Linked DNA regions of Lactuca sativa: region 2 is linked to region 1. The links are chromatin contacts, called in public Hi-C maps. All regions are on one chromosome and are shown on one strand. The core of a region is the stretch at or near the end of the contact, and the rest is flanking DNA. Distances in the headings are between cores, read along the strand shown. Region 1 holds the start of LOC111902976. Region 2 holds the start of LOC111908366 (vicilin-like seed storage protein At4g36700).

The links. Hi-C and Micro-C count contacts between places; a contact is called where the count stands out from the background.
Region 2: a contact with region 1 is called in a Hi-C map of seed, with 9 times the contacts expected there. The contact joins the promoter of LOC111908366 here to the promoter of LOC111902976 in region 1. A contact is called at or near these places in 2 of 4 Hi-C or Micro-C datasets (leaf and seed).

The regions. Positions count from the first base shown.
Region 1 is chr2:168,680,826-168,687,125 of Lsat_Salinas_v11, reverse strand. It overlaps LOC111902976, which reads right to left and starts at 3,295. Exons shown (of 1, transcript XM_023898772.1): 1 at 2,354-3,295. The coding sequence starts at 3,295. The coding sequence ends at 2,354.
Region 2 is chr2:168,823,817-168,830,116 of Lsat_Salinas_v11, reverse strand. It overlaps LOC111908366 (vicilin-like seed storage protein At4g36700), which reads left to right and starts at 2,506. Exons shown (of 5, transcript XM_023904192.3): 1 at 2,506-2,873; 2 at 3,688-3,878; 3 at 4,098-4,181; 4 at 4,249-4,542; 5 at 4,635-5,393. The coding sequence starts at 2,552. The coding sequence ends at 5,225.

The DNA.
Region 1 (6,300 bases), core at 2,046-4,545:
CACTTCACACGCATAATTTTCTATATTTTCAAAATGGCGTAACTTTTTCATACGAGCTCAGTTTTTTACGTTCTTTATATCCTTGTAAATCTCTTGACGAGATCTACAAGTTTCCTTTAGGTTCCAACAACTAATTTGCAACACCCATTCTTGGTATGAATTAATCCATTATACTATTAAGTCTTCATTTTAGGTGGCCATGACGTGGCGATGTTTTTAGTGATCACGGAGTTTAAAAGACCCGCCACAGTGTGGCCATATGTGTCACGACGTGGCAACTGATTTTAATCAAACCCTAATTTCTGGGCTTTGCACCCTATTTAAAGTAATTAAGAGGCTAGGGTTTATTCATCTTTAGCCTCCATCACTCTCAAACCCTCAAAAACCCTAACCCTTATCTTTTTTGAAGCTTTTGGAGCTCATTTGCTAGCTTTTGGTCATTTTTAGGGAAGTAGAGGAAGATTTGTGCAAGAGACCAGCAAGCAATACTCCCCAACATCTGAAAGCACCTTATTGTACCAATTTCAAGGCTCTTGATCTAGTCTTTTATCTTCACCTTAGATATCGAGAGTTAATTTTCCTAATAAACTCTTTTATTGAATTTTGAGTGGAGCAAAGAGATAAAGTTTGCAACTTTATGACTTTTAGGAGTCCCAAGGACATTATATCTCATAGATGTGAGAAATGGTTATGATTTGGAAATCTTGCTTGAGCTTTAGGTCTCATTTCTTCTTTTGACCTAGATTTGAGGGAGGACATGCATGGGGCATGCATGTCCATAAAGTTTACATTTTTAGTGATCGTTAGGACCCATAGAAGCTTTCTGGAAAGTTTGGGTCTGTGTATTTTGTGATTAAGGACTTAATGGTTGAGTTAAACCTCTTAAATGACCTTTAGAACCTAGGTTTTGAGATATTGTCTTAATATAGTGTCTTAATGGATAAAGTTGGAAACTTTATCCATCAAGATATTGGAAAAAGAGTAGATCTAGGATTTTGAGCCATTGGAAACGATTTAAGGGTAGCTTAACTTGAATAAGCCATTCAGACTGGTCCCCACGGTGTAGCACTAGGTCGCCACGGTGTGGCAACCAGATACCAGTCGACTATTTCGTCGTTTTTTTGCCTACAACATAAAAGGGTGCTGATGGATTTTTGACTTCCTTACTGTTAACCGTTGACTCTTTAACCTAAGTTAAATTTTAATCAACTATTAGTTTTGGGAAGGTGAACTAAGGGTTTACCTTATATGAATGTCTAGGAGGGGTATAGCACATGTGGTTCGGCAGCGAGAGCAATAGCAGTTGATTATCGTCTGAGAGTTGAGTCTTCTCACAGTACTTACGGGTCAAAGGCACCAATGACAGCCCATTGGATTATGTTATAGGATTCTAGTTGTCTCTATGACTCTTTCATGTGTTGGTATGTCTACTGGGTGGGGCCCGATAACTTTCAAGGCCCAATGAATGTGTTTGGCGAGGCCCACCACATGTTATTGACAGATTTCTACCAGGCGAGGCCTGATGGATGTTGGTTTAGGCTCGTTATATGTATGGTATATGGTATTTTGGGGAACTCACTAAGCTTTGTGCTTATAGTTTATGTTTATGGTTTCAGGTACCTCTGGTTTGAAGGAGAAAAGCATGGTATGATCGCACGACATCCACCAGTGTTCTACATTCTATGATTTTGATTTGTACTCTGATAACGATTTTCTCTATAGTGAATACACATTGTCATAGTACCGTCTTTCTTCTTTATGAAAAATACGGGAGCTCCCTAGGGTGATGAAATAGGTCTTATAAAACCTTTGTCCAATAACTCATGGAGTTGTGTCATTAACTCCTTCATTTATGTAGGCGTTAAACGATACGATACTTTTGCAATCAGCATCGTACCTAGCAATAATTCGATCCTGATTTCTACCTGTCTCTCTGGTGGTAATCCTGGTAATTCATTTGGTAATACCTCAGGAAAAACTCGCACAACACATATATTAGTCATTTCCTTCTTCTCTTTCTTCACATCTATCATGTATGCTAAGAATGTCGTATATCCCCTGACTAGGAATTTTATGGCTTTCATCATCGTAATGATTCCAAATTTTATTCTACTCTTGTCTCCATATACAACAAATGGATTTCTTCCAGGGGGATTAATACGTACCATCTTCCGTCCACATAAAATCTTTGTGAGGTTTTCTCCCAACCAATCCATTCTGAGAAGTACGTTGAACTCACTTAACTTGAAAGGTAAAAGCTCTCGATGAAATTCGTTTCCATTTAAGTCAATAGTTATGGCCTCTAGCTTATTACTACAATATACATTCCTACCACCAGCTACTTCTACTAAGATTATGGGTACTTAGCCTTAAGTGGTGATAATCTAAGTTTTCTACCAAATTCATGCGATATAAATGAATGATCTGCTCGAGAATCAAATAATATCTTTACAGGAATTTGATTAAATAAGAATGTACCTGAAGCAATATTTGTCTCTTCCTTTGCTTCATTGAGAGTCATCTGGTAGCTTCGACCCTTAGGCTTTGATGGCAGGATTCTAGAAGTTTGCTTCACAGCTTTTTGGCACTCTGCGTTCATGTGCCCTTCCTCTCCACAACTGAAACAAACTTTTCCTTTCACTAGGCAATTTGTAGAAATATTCCTAGGCTTCTTACACTTGAAGCAAACGACACAGTCTTCGAAGTGTTTTTTCTTGCACTGATCGCACCACTTCCCTTCTTGGTTGCTTCCAGGCTTGCTGCTTGACTTCAAAAACATCTTCTTCTTCTTATTATTATTCTTCTTCTTGATTCCTGAGGACCCATCAACTTTCCTCTTCCCATCGACTTCAGCTCTGTCGGTGGTCCTTTTCGTAATCATATTCTCCACAGAATTTGCAACCCAGATAGCCAGCTCAAAAGTCGATGCCTGCTTTAATAGCACATAATACTCCCATGGGAGTCCCTTGGAGTACCTATCAATCTTGGCCAGTTCGTCAGGGACCACTCGCAGTGCAAACTCCAGTTTGTCAGTGAAAGCATCGGTGTACTCATCAACTATCATGCTTCCCTTTTTCAACGTTAGGAGTTGATTCTCCAAATCCAACATGTCCTCAGCTGAAGAAAAAGTCCGCTTGAAGTGGGTCAAACACTCTTCCCACCTCAGTTGCAATGTCTTGTTGGGGATTAATGTTTTCCCCAACGTATTCCACCAACGGATCGATGCAACCTTAAATTGCCTCACAACGTAGGCGTTTTGAATCTTGCCAGTGCAACCACATGTGACAAAAGCCATCTCCAGTTTCAAGATCTAGTCCATTACTCCCACCGGATCCTCCTTCCTGTTGAATGACGACGACTTGCAATTCTTGAAGTCCTTATACTTACAATAGCCCCTAGTTTCATCAATCATTTGGACCTTTGGTTGCTTTGGTCCTTGATAACTTTCGTAGTCATCATTATTTCTTTCTTGAACCATTTCCGGATGAGAAGGAATCGGATTGTTGTTGACTTTTCAACAACCACCGATTCATTGATCACTGGCGCTCCTATTAGCTGGTTCCTGAGCCAAGAGCTCCCTAAAATTACGTCGTTGTTGATCGAGCATTTCTCGCATCATTGCTCTAGCTTTTCTTCATCGAAATTTGAGTAGCTCCTGCTCCGACGTTTTGAGGTGTTGGAACTCCTTCATTATTGACGACTCTATCGTTCCTCGTGATTGTCATGATGTTTTATAGTCGTATAGGCGAGTAGTTTTAATAAGGTGATATATTACTTACTACATACATATTTAGCACATAATTAGCAGTTAAAGCATTCTTCCTATAATATGCTAGTGTTAAGATCTAAAGCAACTAAGGCATCTACCCTAAATCATTCTATCGCAAAACTCACCGTTCCTACTTAGCTTCTAAGTTTAAGTCTAGAATTTACCTAATTTCCTAGTTCGCTTAAACTAATGTTCTGATACCAAATGTGACATCCTCTAATTTTCATAACCAATTAAAACGTTTTATTTATGCTTTATTTAATCGAGAGGCGGAAATTCCTAGTTAATTAAAACATATTGAGATAACAAAATTTATTTCGTTATATTAAATTCCGAGGATGTCATTGTTCATATTAAAACATACATTACAGCGTAAATATATAAAAGGTCCTGAAATACTATAACAGGCACATCTCTTATTTCACTCAGCAACCTAACTAAGCTTCAACAGCCTTACATCCACTACCTGTGATGCACATAAAATGAGTGGGTCAGGTTTGGGAAACCTGATGAGATGCATAGGGTTTTTAAGCCCATAATAATTTAATGATAATAAATCATAATATCATTCCTGCAAAACAATCATTGACATATAATATAGGTATATAAAATATGACATAAATATCCTTAAAGACATCTACCCAGCCCAACTGATTCTCACGAATCCTAAGTCAACCACTATCTGGAGGAATCACCCTACCTGATAAACCATTTGAGTATCTGGTTGACTACACAGCTAGGGGAGTCCATGGCCAGTGTAAGTCATATAAAGGCAACCAATGTTTAGAGTTATTGATAAATATTTTATCTATGTCTGTAGGTTATAAGTTCACGCTAGTAATGTAATTCACTAGACCGCCTAGAATAGTCAAGTGTTGTCATCTACTCTGGTCAATGAACCAGACATACTTGCTAGTTGTCTGATATGGACCCACCATTTTTAGTCATCTAAGAAAGATGAGGACTACTACACTCCACTCTGATCTCACACTCCACCCCTGAATGAGACCTAAATAATGTCCAACTTATTGGGAACTAAACACCTTATGCATGTCTTATTATAACTAATCCAAAATTCTACTAAAGGCAAACTATGTGTAGTACAATTTCTAGTACGCCATACTATTAAAGGTATAAAAGTAGCACATAGTATAAATCAAACATATAACATTTAATATATACTTTTACTAAATTATGTTATTAAAAGTAACTACACACTCACCTGACAAAGTAGGTGACTAGGGGTTAGGGCAACACTTCGCCTTAACACTTCTCAAAGACCTAAATGTATAAAGCACTAAGTCTTAGTCTAGTTTCATAATCCTTGCAACTATTTAATGATAATCTAGATTCCTCAATAATCTCAATGTCTACATCAATATCTATTAAGTAAGGAATAACCATGTAGGATCATATCGGAGGTACCATTTAGTATACATAATATATTGTTTGGAAATCCCACTTTAAACACCTCACTAAATCCAATCTAAACATCACTCCCGTAAGTAGATCAATCAATATAATGACTTAGAATCACTGATAAATCTTAATTATAGGTTCATAATAATGATTATGACTATAATTAAAAGTTACACTTAAAATAAATAAGCAACTTGACTTATAGAGTAATTTAACAAAAACCTAGAATTATGCGGGCATAACTCTGACCCGGGAGCTTCGTCTAGGTAGCTACTATTAGTCGGGTACTTTAGAGAAGGGGGGGTCGCATGGCTTTACCGACTACCAGAAAACTAAGGAAACATGGGCTACAGGATGGAGAATTGAGAGAGAGAGAGAGAGGTTGTAGGGGCAAGATATGAGCAGCATATACGAAATGCAGCTATTTATAGGAATTTTTGAAATGGGCACCACAAATATGGTCAGAAGGGGTGATGTGTCACTTTCTTATGATGCCATGTGTCGCGATTTGGGTGGTATGTCAGTGCGCATGGCTGCACGTGAATTTTACTAATTTCTTAAAAAATCCATAACTTGCTTATATGAGCTCCTTTTTCGTCGTGTTAATATCCGCGCACAGTTATCAACGAGATCTATAACTTTCATTTAGACTCCATCTGCTAATTTTGACTTTATTTTTAAAGTTATATTTTTACAGGCTTAAATTGTTAAAGTCTATGTAAAAATCATAACCCTCTCATACAATATCCGTTCTCAACTGTCTTTATATCGACAAATAGGTACGGGTGAGATCTTCAACTCTCATTTAGATTGTTTTTCCTAACAATTCACCGTTCTAAATTTTGATATTAGTATTGCACTTTGCTGCGCTGAAATTTAGAAAAATCATAACTTTCTTATACGAAGTTAAAATTTGACGTTTTCTATATGCACACTCTCGGTTTAACGACTACTACGACCTTCATTTAGATCACTTAGGCTAAAATGTAATTTATCAAAAAATTTACTTTTTACGATACACAGTCGTACCGGTTTAATCGCGAAACTTCGAAGAAGCATAACTATTTCATAAGAAGTTGGATTTAAACGCTCCTTATATCTTCAAAATCTTT
Region 2 (6,300 bases), core at 1,257-3,756, 140 kb before region 1:
TTTCATGAAACGTTCGAGAAAGGTGATACAATCAAAGTATGTCATTTTAGCACAATCATGATTAATGAATGTGAATTTGATACCATGATTATATGAGAAAGGATTTTAGAGAAAAACACCTTGGAAGTTAGCTCCACTTGACATTGTTGGATGCTTGGCTGTTCGATCAGAGAAACAAGATTACACCCTAGATTTTTTTGTTTCGTTCCTGGTCACTGAGAAGGGAACAAAAATGAGAGTAACTTCTTTACTTTAATTAATGTGAGGTGGATTACTTATGCGACTTTCAAAACTTTTTTGTCTAATTTATTTAAATGTCGCATCAGGAATGGAACTAGTTGTTCCCATTGTCCGATGTATAATGGTGTAATTGACATATAATTTCTTACTTTAAAGACAAAATTTTGTAAAAAAAAAAGAACTTTAGTCACTAAATTAGTTAAATGACCAAATTTATTTTGATACAATAACATTCTTTCCTTATAAATTCTTAAGCATGTTCCATGCTTCCATGGTAATTGTCTTCAACTTTTAATTTTTATATAAGTTAAATAAAGAACAAAATTTTACATAGACGTAGCGGGTAAACGAGCAACAAGCTATGCCGCAACCCCTTTTGGATGGCAAACCTAATTCTTTTAAAAAACAACATCTATAGATCTTAGGGTCATAACATTATTATGCATGACCCGTTGAACTCTATTGAATAGCTCCACAACTTCTGGCACAAGAAAAGTGAAGTATCAAATGCAAAAGCTATAAACGTGTGTTGATTTTACATGCACGCTTTCTCATGTTTTGCCACTTTTGCTTGATGTAACTTTTAAAACAGTTTGCCCTACAGTGAAAACCCCACTCCACAAGCCCACAAGAGGGAAAACCCTTGTTAGATCGACACATGCATGCTTTCCTCCAGCCTATCCAAATACTAAAACATCAGCTGATCTAAGTGTTGATCTTCCTTCCAATGGATCAGTCAAAAAGTTCACATGTGCCTCTTTCTTGGCAGAAACCTCAGCACGCCTAAATATGTCCAAAAGAACATCCTTAACTAGATCATGTCGGTACTTGAAACCTGGGAGCTCTTTAAAATGAACTGCATGCTCCCCAAAGGAGTCCAAGCATGCCTTGTTACAAACTGGGCAAGTCTTGTCAGCCGGAAATAAAGGGATCATAAGGCGATACTTGGGGATGACACGATACTCCAATGGCAACATATGCTGGCCAAAACCGTCAATAGGAATAGTCATAAGAAAATTCTGACCATGTGGGACCCTTAGACACTAAAAAATTATTTTCTGCCTAATCGGCATGTGAGTAAACTTCTATGTCTTGGACAATTTTACTAAAAATGACACTCACCAATGAATGTTAGGCTTTTGGATGGACGGTGTCCTTATTAATGAATCCTCCGTAATTTAAGCTATTCAATTATTTTTTTAGTGGTGACATTTAAAATTAAAGTTGATTATATTAATTATTGTTGCATCTTTTAAAATATGAATCCTTAAATTCAAATTGAAGTCCTTTTTTGTCTTTCATGGAGATGCACAAAGCCACAATACAAAGAGTAAAGATCGACTGACAACCCATACCAGCCCTTGTATTTTTAAGGTTTACTTTGATTTTTTATTATGTTTATTAATTAAATAATATTTTTGTACAGTGTTTTGATCTGAGCATTATAAAGTTTATTTTAATTTGTTTGATTCAAAATTACATTTCCCTTTTTAAAAGTGCGATTGTTGGCGCATGAGAATTTGGTACATTTGTTATATTTTATGTTGACGGGTTAAACAAATTTACATAAAATTTATTGTATTCAATTACGAGAAAGATAATTGTCATTTTGCGTATCCATACTATGAAGAAATCAGTTAACACTTCTTAAATATTCGTTTGTTTTTTTTGTTTTTTTTTGCAGAATATTTTATAAGGTTAATGTCATAAAAACCATCAAATTTTGAAGGTTTTGTCGGTTTTGCTCAAAGTTGAAATTTATGTCCATTTTCACCCAAACATTTTTGAAAAAATGTTCGGTTTTATCCTTTTACCGGTGATAACAGGTTTTTCAGATTACCATTATATTAAATTCGCAAAAAAACCTTAAGTTTACCATTTTTATGCGTTTTTATCCTTAAATTTATAATATTTTTACACTTTTACCCGTTACCCTAAGTATATATTTTTTTAATATACATATTTATATGATTTTTCTGTTTGAATATGTATAATATGAAAAAAAAAATACATAAGATAAAAATATAAACAAAAAATTATAAATTTAAGGATAAAAAGTAAAAAAATTTCATATAATTTCAAACCATTAATTCCAAAAAGAGAAAGAGCTGGAAAATGCCTATAACGAGTAACCACTGCATGTAAAACCCGAATACGACCAACACTATGAATCGAGGGTGCACCCGTTTCGCACCACCTCCCATTGACGTGTCCAACACCCAATGCCACGTCACACGACACTGATCCCTCTATTTAACGCCTTTATCAATTATCACCCCACGCACACTTTCAAGAAAAAACATTTACGAAAATGAGGGACAATTCTTTTTCACTTCGACTTGTAATCTTTGCATACTTTCTAGTACCTTTCATTCCCCACTTCCCGCATGCAATTGCAGCAACAGGTTTAGCTGGTGGTGTTCACGGCGGTACTGTGCCGGTGAGTGACGGACCTACGGTGAGGAAAGAAGAGAGGTGGCCTTTAGAGTCGTCGGAGTTTGGTGAAGTCTCAGGCGTTAAGATTAGTGATGGTGAAAATGGTTGCTACCACCTCCATTTTATTACCATGGACGCTAACTCTCTATTCCTTCCTGTTCATCTTTATTCACAAATGGTTTTCTATGTTAATTCAGGTATAATATATATGCGTTCCTAAACTCGATTTCCAGACCACTTTATATATCTCAAATCCACAATTGTGTGTGACTTTTTGAAGATTGATCATTGATATACAAGTGTTTATAGACACGACTTTAAATTTTGAACTCTCCGACTCAAAAAAGAAAAAATAAAACAAAATAAAATCATAAAACAATATTATATAATAGTGTAAGACTTTAAGGTTTAGTGAATATTTAAAATTATTAGTTTCGCTGTTTAAAAAAAGAAGTTAACCGTTTAATCTTTTAAGAAAAAGAATTACAGTTTATTTAAAATTTCAGCCAAAAGTTAGAATGGCCTTTTATTAAAATAGAAAATTGAATAATTATATATGAAATTATCTTTAGTATAAGATAAACTAAAACCTACAAACTTATAAAAAAAAAAATCAACAGCAATTTTAAATACTTTTTAAGTTATAAACTTATTTACCTAAAATAAAATTTTAAGCTCGTAATTTTTAAACAATTTTTTTTAAAAGCTAAAAGTTCTAAAAATATTCTTACTAAACACGAATTTTTTTTAAAAAAAATGTACAAATGAGATAATATATATACTTTTTAAAACAAACGACCCAGTTTACTACATAATTGATGTAATTTTTTATTTTTTATTTAATATTTTTTTTAAATAATTTTAAACAACACTTGGTCAAAGAATATAACTTGTAGTACTGATAATACAAAAATAAATAAAACCGAAACTAAAATCTTACTAAAATAACTTTCTGTATTTAGTAACATGTATCTATTTGAATTAATAAAGAGTACTTTGTTATATGATCAGGCAGTGGAACTCTGAACTGGATGAATGTCGAGGAAGATGACGATAAGCTCCGAACAGTAAAGTTGCAGAAGGGAGACATCTACAGACTGACTCCCCAAACTGTTTTTTACTTGCAAAACGACATACACTACCAAGACCCCCAGAAACTTGAAATTTACGCCATTTTTTCAGCTGCAGATGACCAACTACAAGTATGAGCATCAACTTATATATATATATATATATATATATATATATATATATATATATATATATATATATATATATATATATATATATATATATATATATATATATATATATATAAACACACAGAAGCATATATATACTCTGAATCTCTTGAATTTATCTTTGTTTTATTAGTTTCGTAATCAGACATTGACTGATCATATTTACACATCATAATGCAGAACGGACAATTCGCCAAAGCTTACGCCAGTGTTCAAGATCTACTGCTAGGGTTTGATGACAAAGTCCTTCAGTCATCCCTGAGTGTAAACTCACTGATCACTCACTCACTCTTATGTTTAAGAGCAAAATTAAGCCATTAAACTTTTTCAGGTGTCGGAGGAAGTGATAGAAGAGCTAAGAGAAGGGAAGCAATCTATGATTGTGCAAGGACAACCTGAAACGAATACATCCATGTGGGAAGTTGGTTCTCGAGCTATCAGAGCTTTCATTGGATCCAAGAATGATGGATTCTTCGAAGTCGAAAACGATAAGAAAGCATACAATATTCTTAAGGCAGATCGTGATGTTGAAAATCGCTATGGATGGAGTACAACTGTGACAAGAAAACAATTGGATGTGTTGAAAGATACTGATTTCGGTGTTGTAATGGTGAATCTCACCAAGGTCAGTTGTTGGAAACTTGTTTCTTTCAGAATGTTGAAAGGTTTTATAATCTAAATGATGTTTTTTATGTGTTTTATTGTTCCAAATTAAAGGGAGTGATGATGGGACCTCATTGGAACCCAAATGGCGATGAGGTAGCTGTTGTGTTGCATGGAGAAGGAATGATTACAGTGGTTTGTCCTACCATTGAGAAGCAAACATTATGCAAGAACTCAAAGTTTAGAGTTGCAGAAGGTGATGTGTTTGTAGTGCCAAGATATCATCCGATGGCTCAAATATCCTTCAATAACGACTCCTTTGTTTTCATTGTGTTCACGATTACATCAAAGAAAAATCATCCTCAATATCTAGCTGGAAAATCGTCGATTCTCAGGAAGCTGGGTAAAAAAGTGTTGACCAAGTCTTTTAATGTCAGGAACACGACAATTGATCAACTTTTGTCTGCTCAAAGAGAATACGCCATCTATGAATGCACGTCGTGTGCTGAGGAAGAAGAAGCTGGTAGGGAAAGGGAGGGAGGAGGTGGAGGAGGATGGAGGCATGATGAGAAAGAAAGAGAAGGAGAAGTAGCTAGAAGGGAAGAGGAAGAAATGCAAAGGAGGCAGAGAGAGGCGGATGAGGCGGCTGAGAGAGGAAGAGTGGGGGAGGGGGAAGGTGGCAGCAACGGTCGTGGAATCGAATGAAGGGGAATGTGAGGATGGATAAAAAGTACGTAGGAAGAAATGTTTGTTTCTATGAACATCTAATGAACTTGTTTACTAATAAAAGAGGTCAAACTGTGTGGGCAACCAAATTGTGACCATAATATCGATGTCATTGGCTTAAATAAACATAGAAGGTTTTATGGTTTATAGTATAATAAACTCTCTTTTACTATAGCAAAACACTAGAATTGGAATAGCACCACGAAACACACCCACAGCTAAAGCCCTCTAGTGAGAATTAAGATCAGGATGAACGCATCAATGCCAAGACATTAAGACTTTAGGAAGTTAAGACCGATAGTATACAATTTAGAGGTGTCACGACCTGTAATAACATCGAATATCGGAGACCCACACAACAGTAACCACAAGAGCACTTGAAGAGCATCATCAACGAACAAATGAATATATTGGAATATGTGATTCGATCCATATAAAAAAAAAAAAAAAAAAAAAAAAAAAAAAAAAAAAAGGCAACGGATTATAATCGAACCTTTGCATAACCAAGAGGCTAATTAAGTATCCAACTATATCAACAACCCATAGTATGTACAACAAAATTCGAACTTGTTGCAAGACAAACTCTTGAAACCGAATCCAAACAAATTTAACTTTACAACAATGAATTAGTAAAAACATCAACGAACTTATGAGCAACAAACAAAAATAGCATCGAGCTATAGAACATCGGCATAAGCAACACCTGATTATTGAATATCGATCAAGTAATATTAAACCCACAAAGATAATCAACACCAATTAACAATACACCCACAATACAGTTTCACCAATGAACATTTAAAACCATCAATGAGAAGAAGACCTTCAACCATTTGAAATGTTTTTCAAATAAAGATTATAACTTCAATATATATATATATATATATATATATATATATATATATATATATATATATATATATATATATATATATATATATATATATATATATATATATATATATATATATATATATATATATAAAACCTTGTAAGAACCATTAAACACGAAAAGACAAAACACACACCAAAAAAGACCCCCCCCCCCCCCCCC